4 separate regions of the Mus musculus genome follow, and regions 1, 2 and 4 are each linked to region 3. The links are chromatin contacts, called in public Hi-C, HiCAR-type and HiChIP or PLAC-seq maps. All regions are on one chromosome and are shown on one strand. The core of a region is the stretch at or near the end of the contact, and the rest is flanking DNA. Distances in the headings are between cores, read along the strand shown. Region 1 holds the start of Dusp23 (dual specificity phosphatase 23). Region 2 holds the start of F11r (F11 receptor). Region 3 holds the start of Vangl2 (VANGL planar cell polarity 2). Region 4 holds the start of Ppox (protoporphyrinogen oxidase).

Evidence for each region. A called contact is a pair of places that touch in the nucleus more often than the background predicts. HiCAR-type assays count read pairs that join an accessible place to other places. HiChIP or PLAC-seq counts read pairs in DNA pulled down with a chosen protein or histone mark.
Region 1: a Hi-C map of muscle stem cells shows a contact between it and region 3, with 3 times the contacts expected there. The contact joins the promoter of Dusp23 here to the promoter of Vangl2 in region 3. A contact is called at or near these places in 2 of 39 promoter capture datasets (3T3-L1-derived adipocytes and pre-B cells) and 2 of 484 Hi-C or Micro-C datasets (muscle stem cells and uterus).
Region 2: a contact with region 3 is called in an H3K4me3 HiChIP or PLAC-seq map of embryonic stem cells, with 8 read pairs. The contact joins the promoter of F11r here to the promoter of Vangl2 in region 3. A contact is called at or near these places in 3 of 39 promoter capture datasets (hippocampal neurons, neural stem cells and pre-B cells) and 2 of 115 datasets of contacts at active chromatin or transcription factors (astrocytes and embryonic stem cells).
Region 4: a contact with region 3 is called in a HiCAR-type map of astrocytes, with 2.8 times the contacts expected there. The contact joins the promoter of Ppox here to the promoter of Vangl2 in region 3. A contact is called at or near these places in 2 of 39 promoter capture datasets (cranial neural crest and hippocampal neurons), 1 of 115 datasets of contacts at active chromatin or transcription factors (astrocytes) and 2 of 9 other capture datasets (adipose tissue and pancreatic islet).

The regions. Positions count from the first base shown.
Region 1 is chr1:172,631,284-172,634,627 of GRCm38.p6, reverse strand. Dusp23 (dual specificity phosphatase 23) reads left to right here and starts at 1,654. Exons shown (of 2, transcript NM_026725.2): 1 at 1,654-2,012; 2 at 2,802-3,344. The coding sequence starts at 1,746. The coding sequence ends at 2,987. It overlaps Gm35601 (a long non-coding RNA gene), which reads right to left and starts at 1,648. Exons shown (of 5, transcript XR_001779542.2): 1 at 1,487-1,648.
Region 2 is chr1:171,435,529-171,439,020 of GRCm38.p6, reverse strand. It overlaps F11r (F11 receptor), which reads right to left and starts at 1,460. Exons shown (of 10, transcript NM_172647.2): 1 at 1,320-1,460. The coding sequence starts at 1,380. Gm26641 (predicted gene, 26641) reads left to right here and starts at 1,699. Exons shown (of 2, transcript NR_151523.1): 1 at 1,699-1,779.
Region 3 is chr1:172,025,850-172,029,038 of GRCm38.p6, reverse strand. It overlaps Vangl2 (VANGL planar cell polarity 2), which reads left to right and starts at 1,744. Exons shown (of 8, transcript NM_033509.4): 1 at 1,744-2,041.
Region 4 is chr1:171,279,690-171,282,865 of GRCm38.p6, reverse strand. It overlaps Ppox (protoporphyrinogen oxidase), which reads left to right and starts at 1,680. Exons shown (of 13, transcript NM_008911.2): 1 at 1,680-1,993; 2 at 2,098-2,192; 3 at 2,344-2,478; 4 at 2,611-2,726; 5 at 2,865-2,997. The coding sequence starts at 2,106. It overlaps Usp21 (ubiquitin specific peptidase 21), which reads left to right. Exons shown (of 13, transcript NM_013919.4): 11 at 64-171; 12 at 255-369; 13 at 564-917. The coding sequence ends at 654.

The DNA of each region.
Region 1 (3,344 bases), core at 405-2,904, 610 kb before region 3:
TTGTATGAGAGACGAAAGCAGAGGCTAGGGTGAAGGGGGGCATGGAGAACCACACCTTGACCAGGAACACTCAGTTATACATAACTCTTACCTTCTACCTAAGCCTAATCCTCATACCAGGACCCTAAAGATAGACTTGGGTGGTAGGGACTGGACCTCCTTGTTTCTCTCACTAATGTAGCACACTGAATAAACCACCTCCCGCTTTCACTAGCAGGTTTATTTAATTGGCCCATTGAAGAGACAAGTAGCCCATCTTGGCTTGTTATGGCTCCCAAGGCCCAGATTTTCACCCTAATGACCAGCAACCAAGGGAGGGTAGGATGTCTTCATACCCAGGTCTTGTGGGCTTAGGTCAGTATGTCCCTAGGCCCCCGGTTAAGAAAATACCCAGGGTTTTAAACACAAAATGTTTGGAAGAATGTGAAGATGGCTGTGTAACACTGTCATTTCCTGGATGACTGTAGGAAAGTGTGCCATTAAAAGATTCTGGAGAGGGGGACAGAACAATGGCTCAGCAGTTAAGAGCACTGGCTGCTCTTCCAGAGGTTCCATCCCCAGCACCTACACGGCAGCTCACAGCTGTCTGTAACTCCAGCTCCGGGAGTCCTGACACCTTCACACAGATACACATGCAAGCAAAACACCAATGTACATAAAATAAAAATAATAATAATTTTTAAAACAAGATTTCGGAGCTGGAGAGATGGCTCAGCAGTTAAGAGTACTGACTGCTCTTCCGGAGGTCCTGAGTTCAAATTTGAGCAACTACAAGTTGGCTCACAACCAGCTGTAATGGGATCCGATGCCCTCTTCTGGTGTGTCTAAAGACAGCTACAGGGCACTCATATACATAAGATAAACATTTTTTTAAAAGAGAGAGAGATTCTGGAGAATGGTATCTTCCTTAGCTTCCTCGGTGCCTCAGTTTTCTCATCTCTAAAATGGGGTTACTGTGATCACCTACCTTATGGCGATTAATTAACATATATAAAAAGTATTTGCACAAGTACCTAACACAAAGCAAAAGCTTAAATGTTGTTAACCCTTATGTTGTTGATAGTGGTTACTATATTACCCTGAGTACCATTTCCAGTGCCACATATTTCCCCACCCCCCATCCTTTAACTACTGTCGGCAGTAGAAAAATAAAACTTTCTATTGTCTGGGACATAGTAGTTCCCTCTTACTTCAAGAACTCAAGAAGACAGCAACCATGACTGCTTGGTCATTGAAGAGATTACCTACTCACACCCGCGCCCAGGCAGAAGTAGATTTTTCTATCACTATTTAAACCCCTTGTATAAAAACTATGAAGAGACCAGGCCGTTAGGCGGCTGGCCCACGATGCAGTAGCTCCAACGCACCACCAGGGAGCAGCAGAGCCCAGCCCTGGGCTGTTTTCTCTACAGGAGCAATTAATTGGTTCCAGGCTTCCTTAGTGCCTTCACTCCCCGCTGCAATAATCACGCTTGTTGTTGATTACCCAGCCTATCAACGAGTGCCCTGCTCGCGTCCGTTGGGCTGTAGGGTTTCTCTGCCTGCCTTGGAGCCGTCTTAGCCCCGCCCCCGCTGTTCAGCCAACCCTGGGTGGGGAGGAGCGTCACGGGGGAGGGTCCAAGAGACTACGTGGCCCGCTAGGGCAAGTGCTGAGCGGGGACGGAATCCAGCCCCAGAGGGGGGGTGACCCAATCTCCCGGCAGAGTAGGAAAGGCCAGCCTCGCCCTGAGTAAACTCCCCCCACGATGGGCGTGCAACCCCCCAACTTCTCCTGGGTGCTTCCGGGACGGCTGGCCGGACTGGCGTTGCCCCGGCTGCCCGCGCACTACCAGTTCCTGCTGGACCAGGGTGTGCGGCACCTGGTGTCCCTGACGGAGCGCGGACCCCCTCACAGTGACAGCTGTCCCGGCCTCACGCTGCACCGAATGCGCATCCCTGACTTTTGCCCGCCGTCCCCGGAACAGATCGACCAATTTGTGAAGATCGTGGACGAGGCCAATGCCCGGGGAGAGGTCAGCACGCTCGTGAGCCAGAGCGAGAGGGCGGGGCCTGGAAGGAAATGAGTGGGCGGGGCCGGAGCTGGAGTCCGAAAAGAGTGGGAGAGCCTGGGGTTGGGGGCGGGGGTGACAGGGCTAAGTGGGGTGGGAGCTAGATGGACCCACTCCCTGACTAAAGTCAACTATGCTGCTAGGAGAGGTGGTGCCAAGTAGGCTGGAGAGAGAGTACTGTCAAGTGAAATCCTTCCAGGAGTCCAGGGAGCGCCTATGTCAGACGGAATCAGTTCAAAGCCCTTTTACTAGAGGTCCAAATGTCATAGAGACACACTTGTAATTTTAAATTTTACTAGCAGCTACGTTTTAAAAAAAAAACAAAAACAAAAAACGAAAAAGATGAAAAAGAAGCAGGTGAAGTTAATTTTGTACTAATCCAATAAGTCAAAAATATTATTTCAACATAGAATCAATATGAAACAAATTATTAATGAGGCATGTCCAGTCTTTTTCATGCCGCATCTTCAGGGCCTGGTAAGTATTTTGCACCTCAGCTCAGTTTGGACTGACACATTTCAGGAAAAATAGCACCACAAGTGGCTGGATGTACTATACAAGACAGCACAGGATAGAGGCCAGGCGATGTAGGCTGAGAGCCCAAGTTGGAACCAGCCATTCCAGAGGCCTCCTAGTCACCTGTCCTCCCACAGCTTTGATGTCACTTCTTGGAGAGCCTGTGATGTGTGGGGTGAGGACAGGGGAGTATTGGGGAGGGCATTGGACTCTACTCCATCAGTCTCCACTTCACAGGCTGTTGGAGTGCACTGTGCCCTAGGCTTTGGCCGCACTGGCACCATGCTAGCCTGCTACTTGGTGAAGGAGCGGGCTTTGGCCGCAGGAGATGCCATTGCTGAGATCCGGCGCCTGCGACCAGGATCCATTGAGACGTATGAACAGGAGAAGGCCGTCTTCCAGTTCTACCAGCGAACAAAATGAGGACTTCAACAGCCCGCCTTTCCCCCTCCCCAACTCCTGCGGCCAGGGAGGAAGGGGAGTGAACTAAAGTACTGCATCCTTCAGGTCCCTCTGACTCCTATTGGACAAAAGTAGTCCTTCCCCAAAGCCATAACGTGGCCGGCAGGATGGCCGAGACCCCACAAAAATGAGGTAATAACTGATAAGAACTCATCACCGCTGCATAGCATGTACACAGCACTCCCAATACATCTGGGTGGTTGAAAAGACAAAAAAAAAAAAAACAAAAAAAAAAAAAAAAAAACCACTTCTGTTCTTTGGATGAGGTGTCTAGAGTTCAGAAAGGCCTCCGGTCACAGTTCTGGGAAACAGAAGGAT
Region 2 (3,492 bases), core at 211-2,710, 590 kb after region 3:
TTACCCTCTTGTAAAACTGGGAAGGTCATTTCCTCTCCACAGATTAATTTCCTTATCTGTACAATGTAGAGAAGTAGACTCACCTATTGTCTAGGCCACTCCAAAGCTTTACAGTTGTAATGAGAAACAAGGGACCCATCTCTCCATCTTGGGGACTTAGTCTTATGATTGTTCTCCAAAAAGGTTACCAAAACGAACTGCCTTTAGAAGACAGCGATACTGACTGTAATGGTTTATTTCCTTTATCCTCTCTAAAATACTAACCGTGAAGGGAAACAGATTCATACGGAACACATTCCAACAACAGGAGTGTGTGACACTCAGGAACCAGACATAGCACACCCAAGTCCCTGGGTTTGGTCCTCGGCTCCGAAGGGTGGTGGCGGCAGGGAAAGGAGACAGATAAATATACAGGTGCTGACACACACTGACCAAGGGAACAAACCAACCTACCTCACACTCAACCTCATACAAACACACCTCGAGATAGTCATGCCCCAGCATGCGAGCCTGGCTGTTTCTCAGGAAAAGGAGTCGACAAAGAAACAAAAAAACTCTCATTCCGGGCAAGGGGGAGGGCAGAGTTCTGGCTCTAAGGAGATCCAGCCAACCAATAGACCTACTCTTGCCCCAGGGAATCCTTACTCCGTCAACAACCTTAATTAACGACTCTTTGCTACCTAGTCAAGAAAGGAATTCTGAATCTGAGAAATTTTAGAGAATTCATTTCTTCTTCAGACGCCGAACCTCGGCATTAATCCCAGAAGGTCTACTACTTAACAAGAGGAAGAAACCCTTCTACAAAAGCCAGGAAAAGAAATCTTCCCTACCCAGCCCACCCCCCTCCTCATTACATTTCCTTCTAGGGCACTTGAGCCAAGGGAGTCCGGGTGAGAGGCTCAAGGTTTCTCTGAGATCTCCGAGAATGTCGGAAGGGCAGGATAGACCTTCCCAGACGTATACTATGGAGAAGAACGGCTAGCGAAATAGTTGGGTTTGGGGAGGGTCCTCGGGTCGTTAGGGGAGACCCAGAACCATGGACCCTCCCGGGTTATTTTTGGTGCTTCCGCAGAGAGGGTACTCCCGGCACCGAGTGGGAGGTAGGGTCACAGATCACCGGCTTGGGCGAAGGGAGCCAGCCAGTCTCCCGGTGGGGGAGGGGAACGGAGAGTGACCAGACCCGGGCGGAAAAGTGGACTCCCAGGGCGAGGCAGGCAGGCAGGTTTCTGGACTCCTCCCTTCCCGTCGGCGCGTGGGGATCGTCCTCTTCCAGCCTCTCCCCGGACCCACCTAATCCTCCAAAAACTCTAGGAACTCACCCAGGATCATAGACGTGAAGAGAAACAACAGTTTCCTCCCGGCTTTCCCCTCGGTGCCCATTACAGTTACAATCCCGACGCGACGGGCACAGCAACTCCAATGGGAACAGCCTCGCGATCCACTGCCCTGGGCTGGACTCTAGCAGCCAGGTTAAGCCCGGCCCGCCTTTCTCTCCACGCCCGGTGGGCGGCGCCCGGCTTCCCCGCGTTCCGATTGGTGAAAAGAGAGGGAGCTCCGATGAGTGACTCACCGTACGCAGGTGCAACCCCGAACTTTCCTCCTTCTTGAGTCCGATTGGTGGCTTTCACCTCTAGAGACCTCTGGTTGGCCCAGGAGACTGTCGCTTAAAGAAACCAAGGCCTCCTCTTCGGCAGGTAAGGGCATCCCAATTGGGCAGCAAGGCATGCAGATAGAGCCTTTCGGACTGCCAGGCCCTCGATAGTCATCTCTAAAGAGAAGGTGAGTAAGGTCACTGCCTGTGAGATGCAGGAATGTGCTTGGTTGATTTCTCTTCCATTACTTTTCAATTGCTTGATGGTGCAGAATCTTTGGTCCCCTCCCCCTTGGTAAGTGAAAAACACAAATTAATATAGGAAGGTGTAGGGAGAGGGTTGAGACAAGAGAGACATCTTGACTATCCCAAACTGGGTTGCTCTCAAAAAGAAACCTACATAGACGGATACAGGAAGCATCCAGATAATAAAAGCTGACCCATACTTCTTGGGAGGACTGGGAATATGTCTTTTATACATACACATAGGATCTATGTCAGCAGCTCCTTTGCTGGGCCTTACATTTGGATTAGCTTTTGTTTTCTAGACCAGGGCTAGCTATGTCGCTGAGGCTGGCCTCAAACTGTGGATCTTCCTATAAAAATGGCTATGCCAAGAGGTATGTAAGTACAGAAAGATTGGGGGCTCAGCCTTAGGTATCTAATAAGCCGTAGACCAGCCTGGGATTCATGAGACCCTTTCTCAGAGGAAGGGAAGGGGGTGGGAGGGGAGGAGGAGAAGGATAGAAAGGGGGAAAAAACCCAACCTAGTGTTTATGCTTGTAATCCCAGGACTGTAAAAGACAGGGACAGCAGGATTAGGAGTTTAAGGCTATCCTTGACAAGGTAGCAAATCAGAGAATAGCCTAAGCTACAAGAGACCCCATTTCAAAAATAAAACAGGCTGGAGAGATGACTTAGCAGTTAAGAGTGCATGCTACACTGGGCTTGGTAGCCCATGCTTTTAATCCCGGCACTGGGGAGGCAGAAGCAGGTAGATCTTTGTGAGTTCAAGACCAGCCTGATCTACATTGTGAGTTCCAGGACAGCCAGAGATGCAGTGTGAGACCCTGTCTCAAAAAACCACCACCAACAGCAACAACAATCAGCAAGTTTACCAAGCATCTCCTGGATGAGACTGGAAAGTATAAATAAATTAAAACAACATTTCTGACTTCAAGGTTGGCAGTTAAAATAAACAGGACAGTGTGTAACCAAGAAAGAAACTTTGTACTACTAAACTGAAACAAATATTTGGGTATCTGCCAAGGGCAAACTTGTTATTCACCCTCAAAGAAAGTTGAAGTCCTAAACTGAGACTTATACACAGTTTTGGCATTTGTTTGGCCTGATCTTGCTTTAGCCCAGGCTGCTCTGCAACTCACATATGGCCCCAAATATCCTTGAACTTAGGACGTCTCAGCCTCCCTGAATACCAAGATTACAGTATGACCCACTCACTATACCTGTTGGGTTCTGGATGGAAGCTGAGAAGGCTCACTTCAGAGACAGAAACGTCAAAACAGAAGCCTTATTTTCTGAGCGGTCAGGAGGTGGCCAAGTTGGGGGTCTGAACCACATCCCCAAGGAAGCTGTGTTGCATTTTTAAAGGGTAAAACTGCAAAAGGAGGGAGGGGCTGGGTGAGCTGCAGGGTCATCGAGCATATTTTTGCATTAATGGTTAAGCATGCACGACAGTGTTTGTTGAAGACTGGGCTTCCTCCAGGACACCTGGCTTGAAGGCCTTTAATTCATCCTTTAGGACACTGGGTCCAGAATCCATGGCTCTCAGTTCATCCTCCTGGACATTTGGTCGGGAGCTCAAAGTGATAAAAGGAACAAAGGCGCTGGTCAGCTGCATGCAGTTAATGAGGGCTTGGCAGGCTTTGGCTATAAATTTT
Region 3 (3,189 bases), core at 495-2,994:
GAAACAAGCTGGCAGAATGTGAATATAATTTACACTAAACATAAAAGAGATCCTGCCCGCAACGTAATGTGGCAGTTCTAACACTGTCAAGTTATAGACTAGTGCTCAACACTGGAGGTGTGCTTTGGACAGGTAAGGGGACTCTGAGGTCTTTCTGTCTCCTTTTACTGTCTTCCACTGTTCTGCTCTTTCCTTGCATTCCTGGTGTGGTTACAGGACCCCCAGAGCAGTCCAGTGCCTGGCACATGACAGACGTAGGTGAAGGAAGGTCATTGTGTTTGCAGAGACTGTGGTACTTGAAACTATGACTGTATTTCATTCACGTCGTCTTAACGCTAAGTTCTTTGCTAATATGCGGGAACAGTGGCTGGAGAGAAACAAGGGTTTGGGCAGAGCTGAAGGGAAGCAGCGTTTGTTTAGCTTCTTCACCTTTGAACAGCCATATGCGGACAAAGACAATCTGTCCTCATTTGGGGACTGGTTCGAATGTATAACAGAGATGTGCCTGAGTTTTAGGGAAGACTCCATTAGAGAAAGGAACAGAGACTGGGAGTCGCCTTCTCTGGGATTTCTTAATCACAGGGTTGGGAGGGGCAGGTATCAGAATTGGAAGGTGGAGATGGTGGGGGTGTGGAAACGTGTTCGAAGATGCTTTTGAAGCGGCACTGTTCTAGGTAAGTGGCAGGTTACAAGGTAAATAGTACTAGCAGCAATGTAATAATGTAATAATACTTTTGCTTTCATTCACTCCGAGGGCAACCTGGCCTTCCCACAGCTACTTTATGGTGGGCTCGTCCCTGTTGGGTTCCTAGGCACTTTAGCAACTCTAACTGGTTTGTTTCTTAGTGTGCTCTGAACTGGAAATGCCCTAAATGTGCCAGATATTTTATTCTAGCCTACATTCCCTGGGTCCTACCTGCAAAGCTAAATTAGCCAAAAGTTTTGGAGTTCCGCATCCACCCGGGTTTTTTTTTTTTTTTCCTCTCTCTCTAGGCTTCCTGGGAGAAGGCCCCCCTCTCCTCTGGTGCCCCAAGTCGCGGGCCCTCGTCTTCTCCCCCTCCCCCTCTCCCCTAGGGCAGGATTCCCTTTGTAATTAATCCCAACACTCAAACCAGAGGGGAGGAAAACGTGTTAATGAGTGAGCGTCCCAGTCTGACTAGGCGGTCTTCGCTCACAGCTAGAACACCGAGTAATTAAATTATTTTTGGAAGAAGGAGGGGTATGGTGTCAGGGAAATACCGTATACATGGGAGAGGGGCCTGTCTCTTGTCACTAATTAATATCAGGGATGACCCTTTTCGCAGTTCTAGGCCGGAGGGGACCAATCTTCCCCACGTCTCAGATTCCACTGGAGTTTGTGAGACCAGGTTTGTGGTTCTAAAGAAGAGAATATGGCCAACATCAGGGCCTAGGGGAAAGGTTTTCAATCGGGGGTCGAAGAAGACAGCTCCAAGAGGGGCTGCGGGCTGGACCAAAGCCAAGAGCCGAGGCAGCTTCGAGCACACCTTCCTGGCCAGGTCTGGAAGCCAGGAGCGGATTCCCAGGATCCAGAGGGCGCAGGGCATGGCCAGGCGCAGGGCTGGGGGTGCCGCGACTCGGGGAAGAGCCGGGCCGCAGACAATGGACGCAGCAGCGGGAGGGGCGGCGGCTGCGGGAACAGCCGGGAGGCGGCACCTGGGAGCTCTCTCCCCGCCCCCTGCCCCCTTCTGGTCCCCTCCCCCTCTGGTCCCCTCCCCCTCCGCCGCCGGCTCCAGATCTGATTCCTGATCCCCGATTGCTTGGTTCTGGGTCCCGCCATGGGAGCCTGAGTGCCCTGCAGTCCCCTCCGGCCCCCTGCCCCCGGGGCCTCGAGGGGGAAACAGGCGAGTGGTCTGGGACGGAGCCGGGGTGAGCGACCTCAGGAGCCCCCCTCGTCAACCCCCATCGCCCGCGCTGCCGGTTCTGGAGCGCGGAGTTCGGAAAGACCGGGTGCGCTGCGGATACAAAGGCGCGGAGCGGAGTGGGGCGTGCGCCCAGTCCACCGGGCTGTTCGCAGTGGCGGGTGAGTGGCGGGCCGCGGGGGCGCGGGCAAAGTTTGCGGAAAAAAAAAAGGAAAGAAAGAAAGAAAGCAACAGAAAAAAGAAGGAAACCATGCAAAAGACCAGGGAGCGCCCGGCCCTGGAGAAAGCAGGATGGCTTCTGGGGGAAGGGGGGCTTGAGGCACCCCCTTCCGGTCTGTCCTCCACTGCACAGCGGAGTAACCCCAACTTTGGGGAGGGGAAGGGGCGTATGGGGAAGGGGCGGAGCCCAGGCCTTAAGAGCCGGGGACTTTCCTGGGCCGGGGGGCCCAGGGCGGGCGCCTGAACGATCCCAAGGGAACCCATTGAAGCCGGGGATTGGGTAGCGTGTGTTGGAGGTGGTGGGAGAGGCCGTGGAAGGATCGGAGGCTGGAGGTATTGGAAGCTGAAGGTATGTAGGGATGCATACACACCTTTGGAGTGTGGGGAGGAAGGGGCAGGTATGTGTTTAGGGGGTAGAGTGGATCCTTGAGAGATGGCCCCGCACAGCAGTGTGTGTGTGTAGCCCAAGGATGGGACTTGCGGCGATACTGGTGAATGTGTGTTGGGGTGTGTGTGGGGAACCAACGACATCATATTTGTCCCTTGTCCTATTTACTCATCGAAGGTCCTAAGCACTGCATTAGTGAGTTTTAAAGGGTTGGTTGGGGGATCAGTATGCATGATTCTTTGTTTTGTGTGTGTATGTGTGTGTGTGTGTGTGTGTGTGTGTGTGTGTGTGTGTGCATATACGCTTTGACGTACTGCGTGTTCCTGCAGGTGGGCCCTGGGTTTGGATGTGTAGATGTTTCTCTCTCTCTCTCTCTCTCTCTCTCTCTCTCTCTCTCTCTCTCTCTCTCTGTGTGTGTGTGAGAGAGAGAGAGAGAGAGAGAGAGCTGACCACACACATCTGCTGTGTATTTGGGTATGTATTTGTGTGTATACTCAAGGGAAGGGGTGTGTGTCTGTGTGTGTATGTGCTGAGAGAGGGGCTTATGGGAAAGAGATGGGCAGGTATTAGAGAAGGTGGGTTTATAAAAGCTGAATGGGTGGTAGGCATATATGGGGTAGGTGTGTATGCACCTGTGTGGTGGGAAGGGGTGTGAGTGTGTGTGTGTGAATCTGTGCTCTTGTGAGTAACCTGTACTGATGG
Region 4 (3,176 bases), core at 431-2,930, 750 kb after region 3:
TTTATTACTGCAGTCCCCCCTAGAGACCCTTAGCCTCCCCAGTGCTCCTTAACCAGGGCTTAGATCTGAACCGATTTTCCACCTCCCGAGGCTCCATCAAGAAAAGTTCAGTAGGTGTAGACTTCCCACTGCAGAGACTAAGCCTAGGGGACTTTGCCAGCGACAAAGCGGGTGAGTCTGGCAGGGAACCTCCTAAAGAATCTTCAGGAGGGAGACACAACTGGGTGTGGAAACTGATGTTATTTAACCCGCAGGAAGCCCTGTCTACCAGCTGTATGCCCTTTGCAACCACTCGGGTAGTGTCCACTATGGCCACTACACAGCCCTGTGCCGGTGCCAGACTGGTTGGCATGTCTACAATGACTCCCGGTGAGAATAGCCTCTTGTTCAACTCCTGCCCCCTCCCACCGCCCCCCCCCCAGCTCCGAAAAGATAAGTTCCTGACAAAGGATAGGTGGAGAGTCTCTCCTGATCTCCACCTGGCTACTCTGAGTCTTGTGGGATGGAGGGGGAATCTACAAGAATGACCACTGACCACAGCCGTGTCCCGTTTCTCTTCTCAGCGTTTCCCCTGTCAGTGAAAATCAGGTGGCATCCAGTGAGGGCTACGTGCTGTTCTACCAATTGATGCAGGAACCACTTCGGTGCCTGTGACACCATCTTGAAGCCCTGGCACCTGTGAAAACCTTCCCAACACCCTTAAGCCCCCAGTTACCTCACAGACGTCTATTTTTGTGTCTTTTTAATCGGGGAGGGGAGGAGGGTTGGTTGTAGCTCCCGTTATTTTTTTTATTAAGAAGTACCCTTCCGCCTTGTTTTCCTGTCCCATGTACAGAAACCACCAGACCCTTGACCATGTACAGCCCCCAGAACCTCTGCAATCTCACTTTTTTGTGAATAAATTTATTAAGAAAAAAGTGATGTTCATGTTTGTATTTGTGGATAAGAGGGAATGGATATCTAGAATTTTGGTTCAATTGGAGCCTTTCTGGGCCCCAATTCTGTCTCTGGACAGGTGGGGGCGCTCTCACAACAGAAGGAAAAGAACAGGGATTGAGCTGGCCCCAGCCTTGGACCCAAACACTGAGTTTAGTGGAACTAGGCAGACAAACCCTGAGACCTGTGAAGTTGCGGGAAAGCCTGAAACTAGAGTGCAGGCATTGGCACGCCGGTTTTTCCTGAGAGGGGTACTGCCCCTCGAGGGCAAGGCATCCAAGAACCCCTGTTGACAAACACTGGTACCGTTGCCGGGCGGCCCTTGCTCCCGTAGGCCCTGTCTGTTGCTAACATCAAGGAGCTGTTTATGGAGCCTTCTCCCCACGGACTGGCCTCCAAGTGTCTCTCTCTTTCTCCCTAACTAAAGCTCGTGGGGCTCTCCCACCTCCAGGGTTTTCACCACAGACCTGGGAAGCTTGAGCTGGGGAATGCTCAAGGATTTCGCTGTCCTGTCCCTGGGGAAGGCAGTGCCGGTTACTGCAACTAACTCCGATTAGGACACGAACAGGTTAACCCGCTCCACGGAACTGACTCCGAAAGCGGCTGTTGCTCCTCTGGTAGCGTCACTGCCAATATGGTGTTTTCATTGGTGAATGTATCCAGAGCTCACCAATCCAGAACCCGCACTCCAAGACCCTCCAATCAAGAAGCAAGAAAGTGAAACGCAGTCACGCAGGCCGCCAGAAAGGAATCGACGGAGAGTCGGAGGGACCCTAAAAGTTAGGGGCGGGGATACCAGACTTGAACCTGCTCACCCCTGAGGCTGGAAAAACCGAGTGCTGTAGAATTCTGGCCTCCGAAGGGTTTGTGCTGGGGAGATAGCGTGGGCGTGGCCCTTATCTGCACACGGACAGGATGGACTGCTCCTAGGGCCTCTATCAGTCACTCACTTTCTCGGGTTCCCCCTATCTCGTGGGTAAGTTCTGGCTTCAGAACGAAGACCTTACTCTTCCACCAGCACGTACACGCGCGCCCTGCATTAGTTGCTCATAAATCAGTAAGTGTCCAGAAGTGGGGTATGGGACCAGTGGGGGTTTCTGCAGTTGTAAAACAGAGTGCTCCCCTGCCCCGTTCTCCTGGGGTATCTCGACCTTTTCCCAGGCCTTACGATGGGCCGGACTGTGATAGTACTTGGCGGAGGTATCAGTGGATTGGCCGCAAGTTATCATCTGATCCGAGGCCCCAGTCCTCCTAAGGTGAGTCCCCACTAGTACCAGAGAAAGACTCATTTAATACTCTTGATATTTCTAGCAAAAGCTGCATAGATTTTTGTTCCGTGAAATATGCACTTCCCCCGACCCCCAGTCCCTTTGCCCTGTGGCGACAGTGCTTCACTTTTGGCGCCAGGTGATCTTAGTGGAGGGCAGCAAGCGTTTGGGAGGATGGATCCGCTCAATCCGAGGATCAGATGGTGCGATCTTTGAACTTGGACCTCGAGGGATTAGGCCGGCTGGAGCCCTGGGAGCCCGGACCCTGCTCCTGGTGAGCGTCTTGTGGAATGTGTAGGACAGGTAGTGGAGGAGAGTTCTCCAAAGGGACGGAGTTGCAGAGAGGAAAAACGTTGGGTCAGTTTTTCCTTAGTTTCTCCTCTTCCTGAGGGCTTGTGGAGAACAGGTTTCTGAACTTGGCTTGGAGTCTGAAGTCTTGCCTGTCCGAGGGGATCACCCAGCTGCCCAGAACAGGTTCCTGTATGTAGGCGGTACCCTGCACCCTCTACCCTCCGGCCTCAGGTAACACCTCACTATTACACACACCCCCCTTTCGCTCCCTGTCAGGCCTTCCAGCCACAGGGGGTCTAATGGCTGAAAAGAACCCTCTGAAAGGTGAATCTGGGAGTTTTCTTTTCAACCATGCCTTCCTCCATGCAGGGGGCTACTCCGTCCTTCACCCCCCTTCTCAAAACCTCTGTTTTGGGCTGGGCTGAGGGAGTTGCTGAAGCCCAGGGGCAAAGAGCCTGATGAAACTGTGCACAGTTTTGCCCAGCGCCGCCTTGGACCTGAGGTGACATTGCTCAGAGGTGGTCTCAAACCTCTTCCCCTCCTGTTGCTGAGTCTCTAACTCAGACTTAACCCCGGGGACTCTTGAATCATTTAGGAATGTCCACTATCTATTGCTGGAATCTCCAAAACCCAGTGTTGGGAATAAATGCCTTCCTTTCCTTCCCATCCTTTTGTTACAGT